2 separate regions of the Gossypium hirsutum genome follow, and region 2 is linked to region 1. The links are chromatin contacts, called in public Hi-C maps. All regions are on one chromosome and are shown on one strand. The core of a region is the stretch at or near the end of the contact, and the rest is flanking DNA. Distances in the headings are between cores, read along the strand shown.

Region 1 (3,789 bases), core at 465-2,964:
TATTGTATTTGGACTAAGGGTAAAATTTGGGCCTTACACTGTGATTGTGCCATCAACAACTTGAAGCTTGTTCTTGGATAAGAGCGCCAGTTTCATTGCTCGAGACCAAGAATGATAATTCGAGCTTGATAAGGCAGGAAAAACAAGAACTAAGGCTAGATTTTCATCCATTTGGATGAAGGTAATAAGGACTAGAAGGTAGTGTAGGATCATAGAGTGCCATTGGAAAGAAAGAAACCAATGAAAATCAAAGAAACAGAGTGTTTGGGAAGCGAGAAAATGTAGAAAAATGCAAGAGAATTTTACATCTGATACCATGTAGAAAAGGAGTGTAAGGGAATTGTTAAGAGTTCTTTTTCACCATTCAAAGGATTAGTTATATACAACTTAAAAAAGAAAAGAGAAATAACAGAATTGAGAACTAACATAGGTGTAACAGACTAACTGCTACATCTGCTAACTAACTAATAGTTAAATTAGATCTATATTACTAACAACGTTAAATATAATTCTATGATATTGAAAAAAAATTTTAAAAAAAATTCTTCATTGAATAAAAAAAATATTTTGAATTGATAACTCAATAAATTTACGCATTAAACATTTATGAACTATTGTCAGTATTTTTATTATATTGGTCTTAGAAGTATGATGCCTAAAATCTAATCATGCGGGTAGTTTTATTCTTCCACATTCTCCAGTAAATATGATAAAATATTATAATATAATGCTTAAACTAAAAAATAATTAATATTAATTAAAATAACATATTAAAAATTACTTTAGATATAATTCTATCCAAATAAAAATTTTAAATGTGATTAATTATTATTTATATAATATTTAAACCAAAAATAATTATAATTAATTATTTTACTAATAATATTAACTAAAACAACCTATTCACAATTACTTTCAAGTATGATTATCAAAACAAAAATATTATTAGCAATTACGCAAATACTTATTTTAGAATTCGAAATAATATTATTATTTATTGCATTTATAATATATCTAATTTATTTACATCTATTTTGAGAGACCATGCCCATAGAAATCTAACATTCCTTATCTTTTAGTAATGATTACTTAAATTAATTATATAAAATTAAATTTTTTATTAAAATAAATTATATAAATACATATATCTTTACGTACAAGTTACCTAACGTAAAAAACAAAAAATTTGGCTATATTAAGGATTAGTCCGGTACCTGAGCCATTTTTTTTTAAATTCTTAAAATTAATAAGGGTTTAAATACAATTTAGTACTTGAATTTGATTTAATTGTTTAACATGCTACTTAAGTATTTTTGTTTCAATTCAGTATCTAAGTTCGGCTTCAATGTTCGATTTGGTGCTTAAACTTTTCAATTTGATATTTGAGTTCTTTTGGTCCTAATTACCCAACTTTAGCTTCAATATTTAATTTTATTTTTTGTCACTTTTTTACTAGAGTTCACATGTCAAATATTCATTGAACCACATAATACCATTTGTATCAAATTAGACCTTAAACCCAAACTCATGTACCAAATTGAATATGAAAGACAAACTCAGGTATCAAATGCTATATTAATAAAAAAAAGGACAAAGTCAATGCGATAATTGGAGCGTAGCGTTTACGCGTTAACATTCTAACGCCGGTAGTTGCCTATCCAAACCACAGGCGCAATCTAATAACGGGTCATCAAGGAGTCAAGAGAAATGAACCTACAGATTGTTGCCACGTGGGGATTCAAAAGCTCAAACGCTATTGCGTATTAAAACATAGGAAAGAGGAACGATGGGAATCTTTCAGCTGTTAACGCGTCGGTAAATAAATACCAAGTTTCTTCGAAGAGTTTTCTTCTGCGATCTTCATCTTTTTTATTTTTTATTTTTTATTTATTTTTGACTTCTTTGGATCGGTCGATTGCCATATCGATCGGTCCTTCTATCTCTTCAATATCTCTTTGAAGGTCAGTAATTCATATTTCTCTCTCTTCATTATATTTTAAAAAGCTAGATTTGTTTTTTTATTGCCGTTGAATCGCGATTTTTGTCGTTAATTAATCGGGAAAGATTTTGTTTTAATTAGTTAGGCTGATTTTCATAAGAGATCTGAGGTTTTTTTGAATTTGAGATGATTTGAGTCTTTAGAGGCTTTGGTTTTTATATTACAGCCTTCAATTTTTGGGGAAATTCCTGCAATTTTCTGATACTGGTGAATTTTATGATTGGTGTTTGTTTTGGTTCCAATTCGATTTTTGTAGGAATCGGAGTTTCGGAGGTCTAGGAAAAGAAATGGCAGGTGGGTTTGGGGAATCAGCGAGCCATTCTCCCCACAATCCATCTTGCTCCACCAGTAATGCTAATGGTGATGCTGGTGATTTTGAGTGCAATATTTGCTTTGACTTAGCTCAAGACCCTATTGTCACTTTATGTGGGCATCTTTTCTGCTGGCCTTGCCTTTACAAATGGCTTCATATTCATTCCCGTTCTCAGGAATGTCCTGTTTGTAAAGCCCTTGTTGAGGAACAAAAATTGGTTCCCTTGTATGGAAGGGGGAAATCATCTACTGATCCTAGGTCCAAATCTATTCCGGGTGTTAATATTCCGAATCGTCCAGCTGGACAGAGACCTGAAACGGCTCCTCCACCACCACCTATTCAGTTTCCCCAAAATGGGTTCGGGTTCATGGGAGGCTTGGGAGGTTTTGCACCAATGGCAACTGCTCGATTTGGGAATTTCACACTCTCTGCTGCTTTTGGTGGTCTTATCCCATCCTTGTTTAACCTTCAGGTCCATGGATTTCCTGATGCGGCTATGTTTGGTCCAGCTGCTGGTTTTCCATACGGCTTTCCAAGTTCATATCTTGGTGGCCATGCTTATGGATACCATCATCACCACCACCACCATCATCATCGCACCGCACAAGGCCAGCAGGATCATTATCTGAAGATGCTGTTTCTGTTTATCATTGTTTGTGTTATCTTTGCAATGATTTACCAATAGACCATATCTGCTATCAAAGCATAAATTGCTAACTTATTTTAGGAGTGCCAATCCGATATCTTGTGTAAATCTAATAAATGCATTTTCATTTACCTTTTTGTCTTTTACTTAGTGATTGAGGAATTTTTTGTATAGTACTTCCCCTGTTGATTTTTGGTTCATCTGTTGGTTCGCCTTTGTATTTGTGCTTTGGAATATCTTTCGCTGTCCTCTATGGCTGAAAAGCATCAATGTGTTTTAGCAACTACAATACACTAATTTGGCTCTTTTTCTTTTCTCCCTGCGCATCCTTGGTTTCAGCAAGATTATTGAGGCATGAGAGCAAGGTCATGTGTTTTCAGCTTATTTATCCTAATTCCAGTCATAATATCTTCAAGTGTTGGGTAACATAAAATGTAGCAGTATTTTATGTGTCTAGCTATTCATAAGTTAGAACTTCTTGCGATCTGAATAGATTTTGTCTTGGCCTTCTATATTTCATGGTTATTTCCTTAGTATATGAGGGAGGATAGCTGAGTTGATTTAGATGGGCGGTTAAATATCGGTAGTGTAGGTGGAGTTGTTTCTCTCTGCTTGTTGTAAGCATTTGCCATTAGTCATACTCAGTTCAGTTTCCACTGCTCTTTACCCTTTCATTTGAGACTATGAACGAAAGATTTTTTTAATGTAGTGATAGTAAAATGGTTCCCTTTCTGGGCCTGAGTGACAGCAATTCTTTGTGCTTGCATAGTTGTTTATATAACAAACTTCAGTGATTATAGCTCCTGACCAAGCTCAAGTTTGCAACCCAAT
Region 2 (4,142 bases), core at 405-2,904, 570 kb after region 1:
ATACTGATTTTTTAAATTCAGGTTTAGGTAATTTACCTTCCTATACCTGGAAAAGCATATGGGCAGCAAAGGGCCTCTTACTATCGGGATTGTGCTGGAGGGTGGGGAATGGCCATGACATTCGTATAGAAGAAGATGTTTAGGTCCCAAATGTGCCAGGTCTACTGATTAACAAAAAGGACAGAATGCAGAACATCATAATGGTTGCGGATCTTATTGACAGTAATATCAGAGCATGGAAAACAGAGTTGATTTGGAGTACCTTTTCGGAAGTTGATGTTCCAAAGATTCTGCAAATCCCTTTGGCCCAGCGTTCACAAAATGATCTTTTGATATGGAGGGGTGAAGCATCGGGTAAATATACTGTGCGTAGTGGTTACAAACTACTATTACAAGGCAATGATTACAATAGTAATGGTTACAGTTTGCCCGAAATTACAAAATGTTACAAGAAACTGTGGAACTGTAATCTCCCCTCAAAGGTACGTATTACAGTTTGGAGAGCCACTCTCAACTACCTCCCTACCCTAGTGAATTTAAGAATCAAAAGATTAACGAATAACGCCATCTGCCCGAGATGTAAGCAAGGGCTGGAAACTAGGGAACATATTTTTCGCGACTGTGCTGCTGCGAAGGAAATGTGGAAAAAATTAAATTATGTATGGTCACTCAAGTTATCGCATATGGACTATATGGAGTGGTTTACCTGGGTATTGTTGCACAGTAAAGAGAAAGAATGCTACATCTTTGTCTGCGCCATTTGGGCTATCTGGTCGAATAAGAATCAATGGGTACACGGAGGACATAAGAGAACTAGAACAGAAATAGCGCAGTTTGTAATACAGTATTTACAGGAATTACAAGATATGGAAAGAAAACACCATGCCAAATACTCAGTTTTAGATTCATGGAAGGCGCCGGAAAGCAGGTTCCTCAAAATCAATTTCGATGCTCCTTTTGATAAGGGGAAAAATATATCTTGTTCAAGGGTAATAGTCAAGAACTTTAAAGGTGATGTATTGGTTTCAAAATCGGTCATCCATGACAAGATTTCTTCAAGATTTGCAGCAGAAGCCTTAGCATGTTTGCAGGCGGTTATGGTGGGAAAAGAATTGGGGATAAAATATGTTATTTTCGAAGGCGACTCTCTGACAGTTATAAAAAAATGAACAAAAAAAAAGATAAATCGGTAATCGGCCCTTATATTGATGATATTCAAGAGCAGAAGGCGAATTTTTATGGATGCAAATTCCAGCATGCAAAAAGAGCAGCAAATAGAGCAGCACATAACCTAGCATCTGAAGGGTGAAAATGGGGGTGAATGCATACTTTGTTCATGAGCTTGTTACTCAAGTTCTCACCGATTCAGAAATTGATAGGGGATGGAGATGAAGGCCATCACTGAGTCAACACCATCTCCAGCAAATGAGAGAGTAGGAGAAAAAATTTTAGATCTCTATGACTGTTTGTTTCTCCAAGAGTTAGTCGATTGGGATGCAGATATTTTTCAAAGAACTATTTAGAAGTTGACAGCTCATAAGGCTGGGTTTTTCTTTTTTCCTTATGTTAGGCAATATTTTTCAGTTTTACTTTAGGTAACGTTGTTTTTTTTAAACTTTGTTTACTAGAGGCCCTAACCCTAGTTTGGAGCATGGCCTATGTTTGGTTCTTAGATCATAATATTTTTAATTATGCATAAATAAATACAACCCAGTATTCCTTCAAAAAAAATAAAAAGATGAATTAAAATAAAAAAAAACTAAAAACAATGTATTTATTAATTAAAAAAACTTGAAACAATATAAAATAAAAATTACAAATATGTTTAGAAAAGTGAAATTAAACATAGGTCTCAATGATAAAATCATTATTATTTATCCATTTAACTAATAAAGCTAATATGTTAAAAACATTCATTAAAAAAAAAGAGGAAGCTTAGAATAACATGAAATAAAAATTATAAATTTAACTGGGAGATAAATCAAACCTAAGACTCAATAACAACACCACCAACATTTAACCATCCAACTAAAGAAATTAATTATATTAAAAAAGTAAAAATTGCGCCTTAACTAGACGCGCTTTCCTACCAATTATGTAAAAGGCGACTTCCTGTTTCTCTCTCCTTAAAACTGTCTATTTCCCTAAATAAAATTAAAAATGGCCTAAAGGCCTAATTAAAAAAACAGCCCAATCAGCTAATTTAGCCTTTAAAAAAATATCATTTAATATTTAACAGAGTTAATATTTTTAAAGTTTTTACGGTTTTGTAAATGGATTATTTTGTTTAGAATTAAACTGCGATTCAAACAACTAACTTTCCAATATATTTTTATAATAGTATTACAATTTGAATTTATTTAATTCTTTTTAATAATATAGAGACTAAATTTAGTGGCGGAGCAAAGGGGGTTGGAAGGGGCCTGTCCCCCTATAGTGAAAATTTTTTCAATTTAGGTCCTTTATAATTTATAAAAATTTTAAATTAATAATAGTAAAATTATATTTTGACTCTTAAAAATAATAAAAATTTAATTTAAATCTTAAAAAATTATAAAGATATAAATTATTAACATAGTAAAATTATATTTTTACTATCGTAAAGATATGCAATTTAATTCCATCCCTGCAACAATTTCTAAACTGACTAAATTAATCCATTTAATATTACTATCTAACTTTTATAAAAAAATTATAACATATTTTGTCTGAAAATTAAGGTAACACATGTAAAATTTCCAAGGAGGCAAGGATTAGGTTGCAAGACTTGAAAGATACAATCAATCGCAGGAAGTCGGGCATACTTTTCGTTCACAGTTCCCTATAAAACGCTAGGGGAAAAGAAAATCAGACTTGCATTATTAATCTGTTTCAAGTTTGCTCCATAGATTGAATCAAATTCTCTGCAGTTTCTTTTTTTTTTCTTTTTAATTTCTTGAGCTGTGTGGAACGAAGAGAAGCTTAATTATTGCTTGGTAATTCGAGTGGAAGAGTTGAAGGAAGAGAGAATGTGGGGATTTGGGGGGAGATATTATTGGGGGAGAAAGGAAAGCGTGGAAAGAAGGAAAAATGGAGGAGGTATAGTTGTAGTGTTCGCTTGGATGTCCAGTCAAGAGAAGCACTTGAAGAACTATGTTCAACTTTACGCTTCTTTGGGTTGGGATTCTCTGGTTTGCCATTCAGAATTCTTAAACATGTATGGGGTTTTAAGCTAAATTTGGATTTGAATTTACTTTCAATTTAATCTTATTTCTTTGTTGGCTGGTGGATGCTTTTGACTTACTGTAGCACTTGATTTCCCGTGCTGTAAACTGGGTTTTCTTTTTTAATCTTATGGTAATATGGAAATGAGGGATATTGGTTGGAATTTATGCAGATTCTCATATGTCTTTGATTGATACTTTTGAACTGAGATTTTATGTGAATCTGCTAAAGGCTAACTGGGATTTTGATGTTTTGTAATCTGTGCAGGTTCTTCCCTGATAAGGCTGCTGCTTTAGCTCTTCATCTTCTTAAAGAACTTGTTCAGGTAATACTGAAAAAAATCTTAATTTTGTGTGTTGCAAGAGGTGTTAATTCTGGCCCTCTGAATGGGTAGAGGAGTATTTTTATCAATTCTCTCAAATTTCCCCCATTTTTCGGTTTCTCTTTTTGATTTTGTGCAGGAGCTAAAGATTAGGCCATGCCCTGTGGTCTTTGCATCTTTTTCCGGTGGCCCTAAGGCCTGTATGTACAAGGTTCTTCAGGTATTTCTTTCACAACTTTGAAAACCCATTGCTTTTTACCTTATATGTTTAATACTTGTTTCCGTTTGCTTGTGCTGATATAGCTTTATATTTGCTTGTCGCAGATGATCGAGGGATTGTGTGAAGTGCAAGTAAATCCAGTATGTTATACCTCTATTAAGATGCTAACCTTTTACTATCTTCTTAAATCATGCAATTGCAGTCAGTTTTTTAATTATTCTTTAGGGCTATTAGGTACCGATACGGGAAATCCTTGTTTATCTTTTCTATATGACAAAAAAAATCAACAAATGATGGTATAATGGCATTTGCTGAGAATTGTTTTACTTCCATTGAAGGATGATCTCCAACTGCTGAAGGAGTGCTTTTCGGGCCATGTTTTTGATTCTAGTCCTA

Evidence for each region. Hi-C and Micro-C count contacts between places; a contact is called where the count stands out from the background.
Region 2: a contact with region 1 is called in a Hi-C map of leaf, with 1.5 times the contacts expected there. The contact joins the promoter of LOC107916582 here to the promoter of LOC107918034 in region 1. A contact is called at or near these places in 4 of 34 Hi-C or Micro-C datasets (callus and leaf).

The regions. Positions count from the first base shown.
Region 1 is chrA01:26,140,933-26,144,721 of Gossypium_hirsutum_v2.1, forward strand. It overlaps LOC107918034 (E3 ubiquitin-protein ligase RNF185), which reads left to right and starts at 1,715. Exons shown (of 2, transcript XM_016847529.2): 1 at 1,715-1,961; 2 at 2,256-3,089. The coding sequence starts at 2,287. The coding sequence ends at 2,997. It overlaps LOC121222009 (a long non-coding RNA gene), which reads left to right. Exons shown (of 2, transcript XR_005919156.1): 2 at 1-363.
Region 2 is chrA01:26,714,686-26,718,827 of Gossypium_hirsutum_v2.1, forward strand. It overlaps LOC107916582, which reads right to left and starts at 1,655. Exons shown (of 6, transcript XR_005922368.1): 1 at 1,362-1,655; 2 at 707-769; 3 at 263-624; 4 at 37-161. LOC107918064 reads left to right here and starts at 2,718. Exons shown (of 7, transcript XM_016847567.2): 1 at 2,718-3,196; 2 at 3,472-3,529; 3 at 3,666-3,746; 4 at 3,851-3,886; 5 at 4,085-4,142. The coding sequence starts at 3,009.